2 separate regions of the Drosophila melanogaster genome follow, and region 1 is linked to region 2. The links are chromatin contacts, called in public Hi-C maps. All regions are on one chromosome and are shown on one strand. The core of a region is the stretch at or near the end of the contact, and the rest is flanking DNA. Distances in the headings are between cores, read along the strand shown. Region 1 holds the start of CG42541. Region 2 holds the start of ec (echinus).

What was found. A called contact is a pair of places that touch in the nucleus more often than the background predicts.
Region 1: a contact with region 2 is called in a Hi-C map of the Kc167 cell line, with 7 times the contacts expected there. The contact joins the promoter of CG42541 here to the promoter of ec in region 2. A contact is called at or near these places in 7 of 107 Hi-C or Micro-C datasets (the Kc167 cell line, the ML-DmBG3-c2 cell line, the S2 cell line and 3 more).

Annotation. Positions count from the first base shown.
Region 1 is chrX:3,928,657-3,933,029 of dm6, forward strand. It overlaps CG42541, which reads right to left and starts at 1,922. Exons shown (of 13, transcript NM_001272295.1): 1 at 911-1,922. CG2938 reads right to left here. Exons shown (of 4, transcript NM_001272297.2): 4 at 3,500-4,373. The coding sequence ends at 4,300.
Region 2 is chrX:3,810,079-3,814,535 of dm6, forward strand. It overlaps ec (echinus), which reads left to right and starts at 1,620. Exons shown (of 6, transcript NM_130722.4): 1 at 1,620-2,194. It overlaps fd3F (forkhead domain 3F), which reads left to right. Exons shown (of 5, transcript NM_166991.3): 4 at 1-63; 5 at 145-962. The coding sequence ends at 431.

The sequences.
Region 1 (4,373 bases), core at 672-3,171, 120 kb after region 2:
ATATGCGCCGTGGCACCGAGGAAAACTGCAGAGACTTAGCTGCTAAATCACATTATCACATCTTGAAATTAGAAAAACAAAAAAAAAACCAAAAAAACAGCGACATTGTATCAACTAAAAGGTTTTTCACATAAATTTAATGTGTGATATCCTAGCGGGCCGCGCTGATTTCGCTCAGTGTAGTACGTAGCACAGGAGTGGTTGGATGGGGCGCGAGCATGTGTGGGGAGAAAAGCCCAAATTGTAGGCAAGTCGTGAGTTGTCTAAGCGTCTGTCTGGCACAATCAAAACAAGGAGCCGTCAACCGGGCCAACGCAATTCTAATTAACTGCCAGATACACAAGGACACTCGCACATCCAAGCATCCAAGCATCCAGCATCCAAGCTAACCAAGTAGCCAAATATCCAAATGGGTATGCCAAATGGTGAATAGTGAAGGGTGAATGGTGAAAGGTCTGCATTTTTAATCAACAAATTAAATCGAAACCTCGAAAATGTAGAAAACAAGACACCCAACTAGTGGCGACGCTAACTTGCCGATGGGTGGTGCGGTACTCCATTCTGCCAACGTCCTAAGCACTTGCCTCACTAATGCGCAGTAAAAGGCATTAAGAGGCCAGCTTCCTCAAGTGTCCTTCTTGTTTTTCCCGCTCGACTGGATAGACTGGCTCGACTGGCTCGGCTGTGGCAGAGGATACCTGCCTTGGGTTCGCAACTTGCTCATGTACTCATCATTAATTGTAATCGCAATAGCATTTGTAATTGCAAATGACATAAGTAAGAGCTACACAGCGATGATAATGATAATGATAACAACGATAACAACGAAAGCAACAACACAGCAATGGCAGTGCCAACAACTTAATGACAACGAAATTGAATTTGAGTCACTGGTCCCAAGGCTTCTCACCTGCGACTTGGCGTTGTCCTTATGTGATCACATATCCTGGGCGGCCCTGGACACTCATGATGAATATATTCGGCTTGGAATGAGCGCTCCGGTTGCAAAGCATCAATGGAACTACATCGGTTTGATGTAGCGAACTGCGACCGCGATTTCAATGTTCTCAATTTCGGGAATACAGTTTATATCATAAGTTCGGTTTTGAGTTCGATATGGTTCAATTTGGACTCTTTATGAGGTGTCTTGAAACCGGGTTTTAAAAACGATGGCTTGTTATATTTTTATTTTTTTTTTTTTCAGTTCAGTTCTTTACTCCGATAATTCGGAAGTGCGCTTTGTTTTCTTTCGCAATCGAAGGAGTTCGATCAAATATCGGGTTATAAGCTTGATCTGATATCGATCGCTATAGTAACGATCAAGTATGGGATGCATTTTTAAGCTCTTCTTGTATGTTCATTTATATCAATGGTTCTTAGTGTTCTTAATAATATTCAGCGTACTTTCAATAGCTTTTCTCAATGGGTTTGTTAAGACTATTCGGTTATATTCGATTATGGTGTATTAAGAAACAGATTGTACAGAACAATAAACTTGTGTTCACTTAGACTTGTCTAAAATCTTGATATTATTACATAGCTCGATATAGGTTTTCTAGTCTCAATCAAGTTGATTGCACTCTTAGATTTATGCTTTTGACACTCTTGATCGTACAGATTTTGATTAAGATTAAGATATATAGATTTGGGATTAAATATGCGATTCACACTAAATATGTAATTTATTATAGTGATTATATATATTTGATATTTGCTACTTGATGTTAAGTTAAATTCAGATGATGGTAAACTTAAATTCAGATGTGTTTTTGATTTCAGAATCCTCTCAATGCCTGGATTTCCTTCCTTCCGTTGTTTAACACTGATTGTAAATTTGACAACGATTTTCAAGATTTCCTTTCAATTCGGATGGTATTCACTTTATATTTTCGTAAGTACATATGTTTTAACTGATATGTTAACTGCAGCAACAGGAAAAAACAAGACAAAAATGTAAAAATTCAATAATTTCGATTGAATGCAAGCACTTGGAAAACACTCGGCATTAGGCACTGAAAACGCTTCCTTGGCACTTCAAACACGGCAAACAAAAAAAAAAACATTGAAAACGGTTTAGAAACCACAGCAGTGTAAACGCACAATACACTGTCTTTTCTTCTGTTGGGCGCCAATTTGATATTTTGAATATTTTTGAATTTTTGGGGCAACTGCCGAAGGAGAACAGATTTTTTGGCGCCCAATCGACTGGGAGGCGGTGGGGCTGCTGTGGCTCTAAATGCTCCTGTCGGAATGCCAACGAACCGTTTCCAAACACTTTCGGCCGATGACTGGGAGCCGCCGCCGCTGAGCGGATGAATTTAAATCATTTTCCCTCGGCCCGGCGAGCTGTGCATCGGAAAAGCCGAGTCCGGGCGGCTCGGAAAAGCTTGGCAGCTCCCACTCAAAAGCATTTCTTTGCGGCTCACTGACCTGGTTCGCGGCTAAGAAAAGCGGTGGCTTCCATGGATCCGGATGTGGGGGTGGAAAAGTTGTGGAAAAGCGGTGGAAAAGCCACTTGTTGACGCCAGCCGTGAGCTTTCCAGCCAGCAATCGCAGACCAAAGCTGATCGCCGGATGAGCTTTTCACTAATTTAAATGTATATAGTTTAATTTAGAATTCCACGTTTTTAGCATTTTTTGATTTGTTCATCTTGAGCTGCTACTAGTAAATTACCATGTATATAAGGCACACGTAAATGTCAAACTATTTCTAAGAGGACTCTTTAAAAAGATTGAAACCATAAATTAATTAAGAAATTTCCCCAAATACAAAGACGTTCAACACATTTATATGCTGCCTAGAAAGAAATTGCGATTCGCCTGCCTTAAAGCCTCAAAACCGAAACATTTCCCAATTAAAAGGCGACAAACTTCTGTTTGTGATGCGAATTAAGTTCTTCATTAACCGAGAGTGTGTCTACTTATTTATGCAAATATGTACCTTTGCAGGCGCGTGGAGCTGTCGCAGTTTCACTCCCAACTGCCCCTCATCCACATCCGTGTGCTTATCCACATCCTCACATCCTTACATCCTGAGGGGCACAACTCTTTTTGCTTTGGCGAGGTGAATGAATGCTTTTTGTGAATGGAAAGCATGTTCTGCCACCACCCGCCGCCTTTTCACACTGAGAAAAATGTTGGCAACACAAATGCGATAATTCGAAATAATACTATATTATATATAGTACGAATATATGTACATATATGGGTCAATAGCCGTGCACCTTAGGTGCCATCATTACCCGAAACACGTCCACAATAATTCAAGACATCTCACCAGCAACAGATAGTTTTTCTCGGTGTAGTTTGGACTTAGTTGCAGCTTGTTTGCAGCATGTCAATGAGCACAATTTCTGCAGCCTCCTCCACGTGCCCGCATTGGAGGATGCCCAGTTCAGTGGCCGCCAGTCCAGAGTTCAGAGTTGCAGCATATTTTCCGAAAAGTGTGATAAATTTTCCGGCCAATGGCTTCCGACCGGCGCTGTATAGTGTGTCAAATAAGTGTATATCCATTGCTTTATTCTCTTGCTTTATACATACATTTGGTTTGCCGCTGCTTATGTTTGAGTGTGAGTGTGTTTGGTTGGGTGAGTTGTTAAGTAATTTGTGCAAAATTTAATTAAGGCTAAGTTAACCCTAGGCTGTATACATCGGCGCAAATAATTCCGATATACACATACATATATCATGTGTGTGCCTACAGTGCGTTTCAGAACCATAAGAATATTGTGCAGTTGCAGGTAAAGCCATATAAAGTCAGCTACCGAATTAACTTATTAAACAAACATATATGTAAATAGATTTTAGGAGCTTTAATCTTAAAAATGAAATTGCATTAAGTAAGGTTTTACATCTCATTTCGAGAGTTGACTACGATTTTCTTCTTATAGCTATGACACGCACTTTTCAAACTAGGGTGGTTCGATTGCTAAATAGGCAAAAATAAATATACTTTAACTGAAAGTTATTTGATCCCGACTCGAATCGAATGAACATAATGAGCTAACATTAACAAATTAAATTATTGTCTTGTCTGAATCTTAGCAAAAATGCCAGATCCCGGGGTTTCTTAGGCAAAACGAAAACAAATATTTGACCCATGGCCTTAGAGTTAAGTATCTTTTAAAAAAATATCGAGATATGGCAAATGGATTTTAAGGTCATAAGCTTAAATACAGAACCGTTCCACCCTGACGTTAAACAATTAAGTTCGTTCCATATTTGCCGAATAGGCTATGCTATCTATCGAATACTTTGGGTCAATACCTGGGCGGCAATTGGATTGCGAATCGCTCAGGATCAGAACATGCCATCCGATCGGGCGACGGGTATGAGCACGATGAGGAAGATGACGAAATTTCGCATGACCAGAC
Region 2 (4,457 bases), core at 370-2,869:
AGGTGGAAGTACAGTCGGTCAACTCTATCATCAGCACCTACCACGATGTCCTGTTGGATAATGGTGAGTTAACACTAATCTTGTTCATACTTATCCCATGATTATTCAATGAACTCTCATCTTGTCTTTCAATCCTATTCAAAGACTATTTGAATCCCATACACAAGGACGTGGTTGTTACGGAAAGTGTCCTACGGCAGCAGCATGGCACCAACTTGGGCGGAGGCAATAACAACCAAAATAACCAAATGGGCGGCAATAGCCACATGGGTGGCGGCAACTCGCAGTACTACATCACCGAAATTGATCCCATGGAGCTCGGCATTCAGATGTCGCACCAAGTGGAGCCCTCCGAGGAGGAAGTACTCTTCAGCGACGAGTTCAACCTTAACTACTTTGGCTATAATCCGGGTAGCGATATCGTCGCTTGACCGCGCAGACAACAGACTCCAGTTTCAGCTCCTCCAGCTCCCGCTCAGCCAAGCAATTGAATTACCCATATATATATATATATATATATATATATATACATATATGCATACTTGTATATATATTGCTCGATCTTGCTCCATTCCATGACAACAATCGTAATTGTAGCCGATCTACTCATAAGCCAACTCTAAACAAATACTAGTCACACTTGAACAACACTTACATGTAACCACCTAAATCAAACCCTACTTACCGTTTACCATTTAGACCATATGTATAGTCTAGTCTTCAGTGTACCAAAAACACACCTAATCCTTATTTTTTTTTGTCTATACTTTAGTTGAATATTTAGCCGATAAGTAGCTTTCTAGCCCTAAGTACTTATTCGTATATCTGCTCAAGTATCTATTTGCAGAGATTACATACATAGATCTTGCTCCTCTTCGAATTTAGTTAAGTGTTTTTACATGTAGCTGAATATTCGTGAATACTACCAGGCAGAATGATATCCACTCCACTAAGATGTTAACAAAAATTGGAGTTATAGAGCAGTCGAAGTAGTACTAATCCTATGAGTTGGGGAAAGTGTTTATAGTTTCCCTTACCCAAGTCCGTAGAACTAATGGCACCTAACTGGTTTTTTTCATTATGGCAAAATATACCTTTTTTTTATTAAAACCATTTGAAAAACAATTTTTTCGGATTACAAATTGAAAGGCTAAAAAGGTAGAAAGCCACATTTGGGTACATTTCATTTACTTCCGCCGCCGAAAAAGTGTTTGGAGAACTGAACGGTTACACTATCAGCGGTAAAGTCTCCAAGTGGGTTTGAGCCTTGGCTAAAGCAAGTGGCCGATCTCTCCGCTGGTTGATGTTTTTACCGAATGCTCATTGCGTTTCTCCACAATCGCGAAAAAGTGTTTGGAGAACTGAACGGTTACACTATCAGCGGTAAAGTCTCCAAGTGGGTTTGAGTCTTGGCTAAAGCAAGTGCCCGATCTCTCCGCTGGTTGATGTCTTTACCGAATGCTCATTGCGTTTCTCCACCATCGCGTTTCTCCACCATCGCGATTCTTCACCATTTCGTCTCTCCACCATCTCGTCTCTCCACCATCGCTGATCTCCACTGCTTTTTCAATCAGTCGTTCTTTGCTCTCGAAACCGAACGGACGTACCGATTTGCTGGCGGTTTGTTTTGATTCATAGCGGCTGCCCTGACTTTGTTTGCATTTGCTGACAGTGTCTTTGCATTTGCATTTGCGCAGTTGCCACACAGTTGTGTTTTTGTTGACGTGCGCGTGTGTCTTTGATAGTTTGTTTGTCTTTGCGAGGCCAAACCACTAGTTGCTGGATGGCTTTTGCCTGTTTTGCCAAAAAAAAAAAAACCAAACCGCGATTGCAAACCTGAATAATGAAGATGAAGATGAAAAATAAATAGTGGCCGAGTTGAGTTTGTTTTTGTGTGTTTGCTGAGTTTTTTGAGTTTTTGTTCAAGTGAAAGCGTGTGAAAAGTGGCCAACTCTCGGTCCAAAGCCCTCTCGCACTCTCTTTTGGCTCTCTTTTGGCAAGGGAATTTATAATATACAATAAACTCAAGACCAGACATCCACCGATATCCAGCGATATCCAGCGATATCCATATCCTGCCTTGCGGCCAGCCGAAAACTTCCGGTCAACATGCAACCGCAATTGTTGCATAGCCGCAGCCTCCGCCCTTCATTGCCACGATCTCCATCATCATATTAGCCACAGGTGTAGCCAGGTAAGTGAAAACCTATACCTATACCAAATCGCCATAACCATGCCGGGTTATGACATCCAGCTAATCTGATTAGGTTTGGGGGGGGAGTAGTTGATATCTGAGATTCGAGATTGGAGGCACTGTGCGCTGGGAATCCATCAATCATTTACTCAATCGCTGATCCGCCTGGGAAGTGATTTTCTACGGTTTGCCAGGGAAAAGAGAATCCCCAAGGAAAGAAAATGACTTCTAGACAGGCGTCATTTGACCGGTGATCAGGGTTTCCCGTCAAAGGTGAAACAAATTTTCCGCATGCCATTGAAAACTTGCTGTTCGAAGACCGGAAACAGAAACTTTAAAAATGGGTTTCCTTTAAAATGATTTACATTATTAGCAGTATTAATCATCGAGTTACTTTAGTTAGGCCGAATTTCGACACCGATACTAAAGATCTTTTATGAAAACCTTCAGATGCACAAAAACCGAAAACAGATTCATGGCTTCTGAAGGTCTGTACACAGCGATTCTCTCCGCCAATTTTGCCGGGCTCTTTTTATTTTGGATTGTTCTGGTTTCACATTTTTGGCAAACGTTTTTTATAATGTTTGTTGCTCCGGCTTCTTTGGCTGTCATTTCATTCGGAGACAAGTAGTTGGGGCTTTCTGGGTCAGTATTATATACTAATGTATGTACATACATTCGTGATGGTCGCGTTTTTTTTTTTTGATGTTTCAAGAGTAACTGATTGATGGCAAAGTTTTTGCTTGAGTTATCAAAGTTTTTGAATGTTTGCTAAAAAAAAAATAGGTTTCGTACTAAACTAGTTTTTGGGAAAACCGGCCAACGCCAAAGTTTCCCACTTCGCATTTTTTTTCCTGTCCCCAATTGCGTAAAATTTGCGTAGCTGCCGCCTGTGATATTTTCTGAATTCGTTCGATTTTCACCTGCCTCGGCAACGCCGTCAGGTGCGTAGCTCCGATCAGGTAATCGATGCGTTCGTTCGCATTTGCAAAATGTTGTACCGTTAAGTGTTGTCGCCGCCAAAAGATTGTTAATTGCCGCGGTAGTCGCCAAACCCGTAGTTTCGTCGACTTTGGGGAGCTAAGGGGCATAGTCTGCGAGCTGCCGTGTAATTAAAAACCATCAGCGATCATCGTAGGTTGCTTGCCAACTTCTCATGGCGGAGCAAAAAGAACAAAAATCAAGTAAGATCGATATGGTCGAGTGCTTGGACTGTGGTGGATATACAGAAATAATTTTCTTGGGTTTTCCTTTTTATTTTTCAATTTTTAAACTGAACTCTATAATATGTACATACACATTACATTGTTTTTATAAGGACTACAAACTTTCTACTGAATGAAAACATATGCAAAAGTTTGTGGATAGTGCGAGTAAAGAAAAAATTCCTTGTACAAAGAAAAATTTGCCATAAACTATTTTGAATTGGAGCCACAAGTAAGACACATGCACACACATACAAATGTCAATTTAGCAATTGTTCAAAGCAAATTGCGTGAGACTCAAACGACTTGAAGTCGAGGCGGTTGACCCAATGACAATTCATAGGAGTTGTGACCGAAGCAGAAGAATTTGTGTATTCGAAGAATTGCGAATTTTAAGGAATAGTAGTGCAAAGCCAAGAGGGAAACCCAAGAAATAAAAGAAAAGCAAATTCAGGGAGTCCAACAGAAGCTTTATGGATGAAAATAGGAAGTTTTGAAAACTCTCAAAAATGATCTGCATTCCTGCCCTATAAACGGTCTATAAAACACAAACAACATTCCACAGCATAACGATTATAGAGTGCAACAAGACTCCCCACATCATTCTCCCGTTTGGAAGTACACTGCAAAGTATTTTCTACCTAAAAATATCTAATCATAAACTTCCACAATATATCTACATATATGCCGAAAACTGATTCAATTTAGATATATATTCCTGTAAATTTATAAGCTGTTTATCAATTTTTGCTGCCCTACAAGTTCAATTCAAATGGTAGAGCAATCAAATGCTCGGCAAGCCAAAAATAAACGAAATCAGCACTTTTAGGGAACCCTTGGATGCTCAATTTCTTTTATTCCATGGACTTAAAGGGGTGGTGGTGGTGTCTAGGGGCGAGGCACGTGCCTGGCTAGCTAGAAACGATCTGGATATTTGGTAGAAGGGACGCATCGTTGATGGTTCTGCCGGCCAGTGTAAACAATAAACAGATCTTTGATTGCCGCTGCACATGTGCAGGGCATAGCGATTTATAAGAGTATACATACATATGTATGTA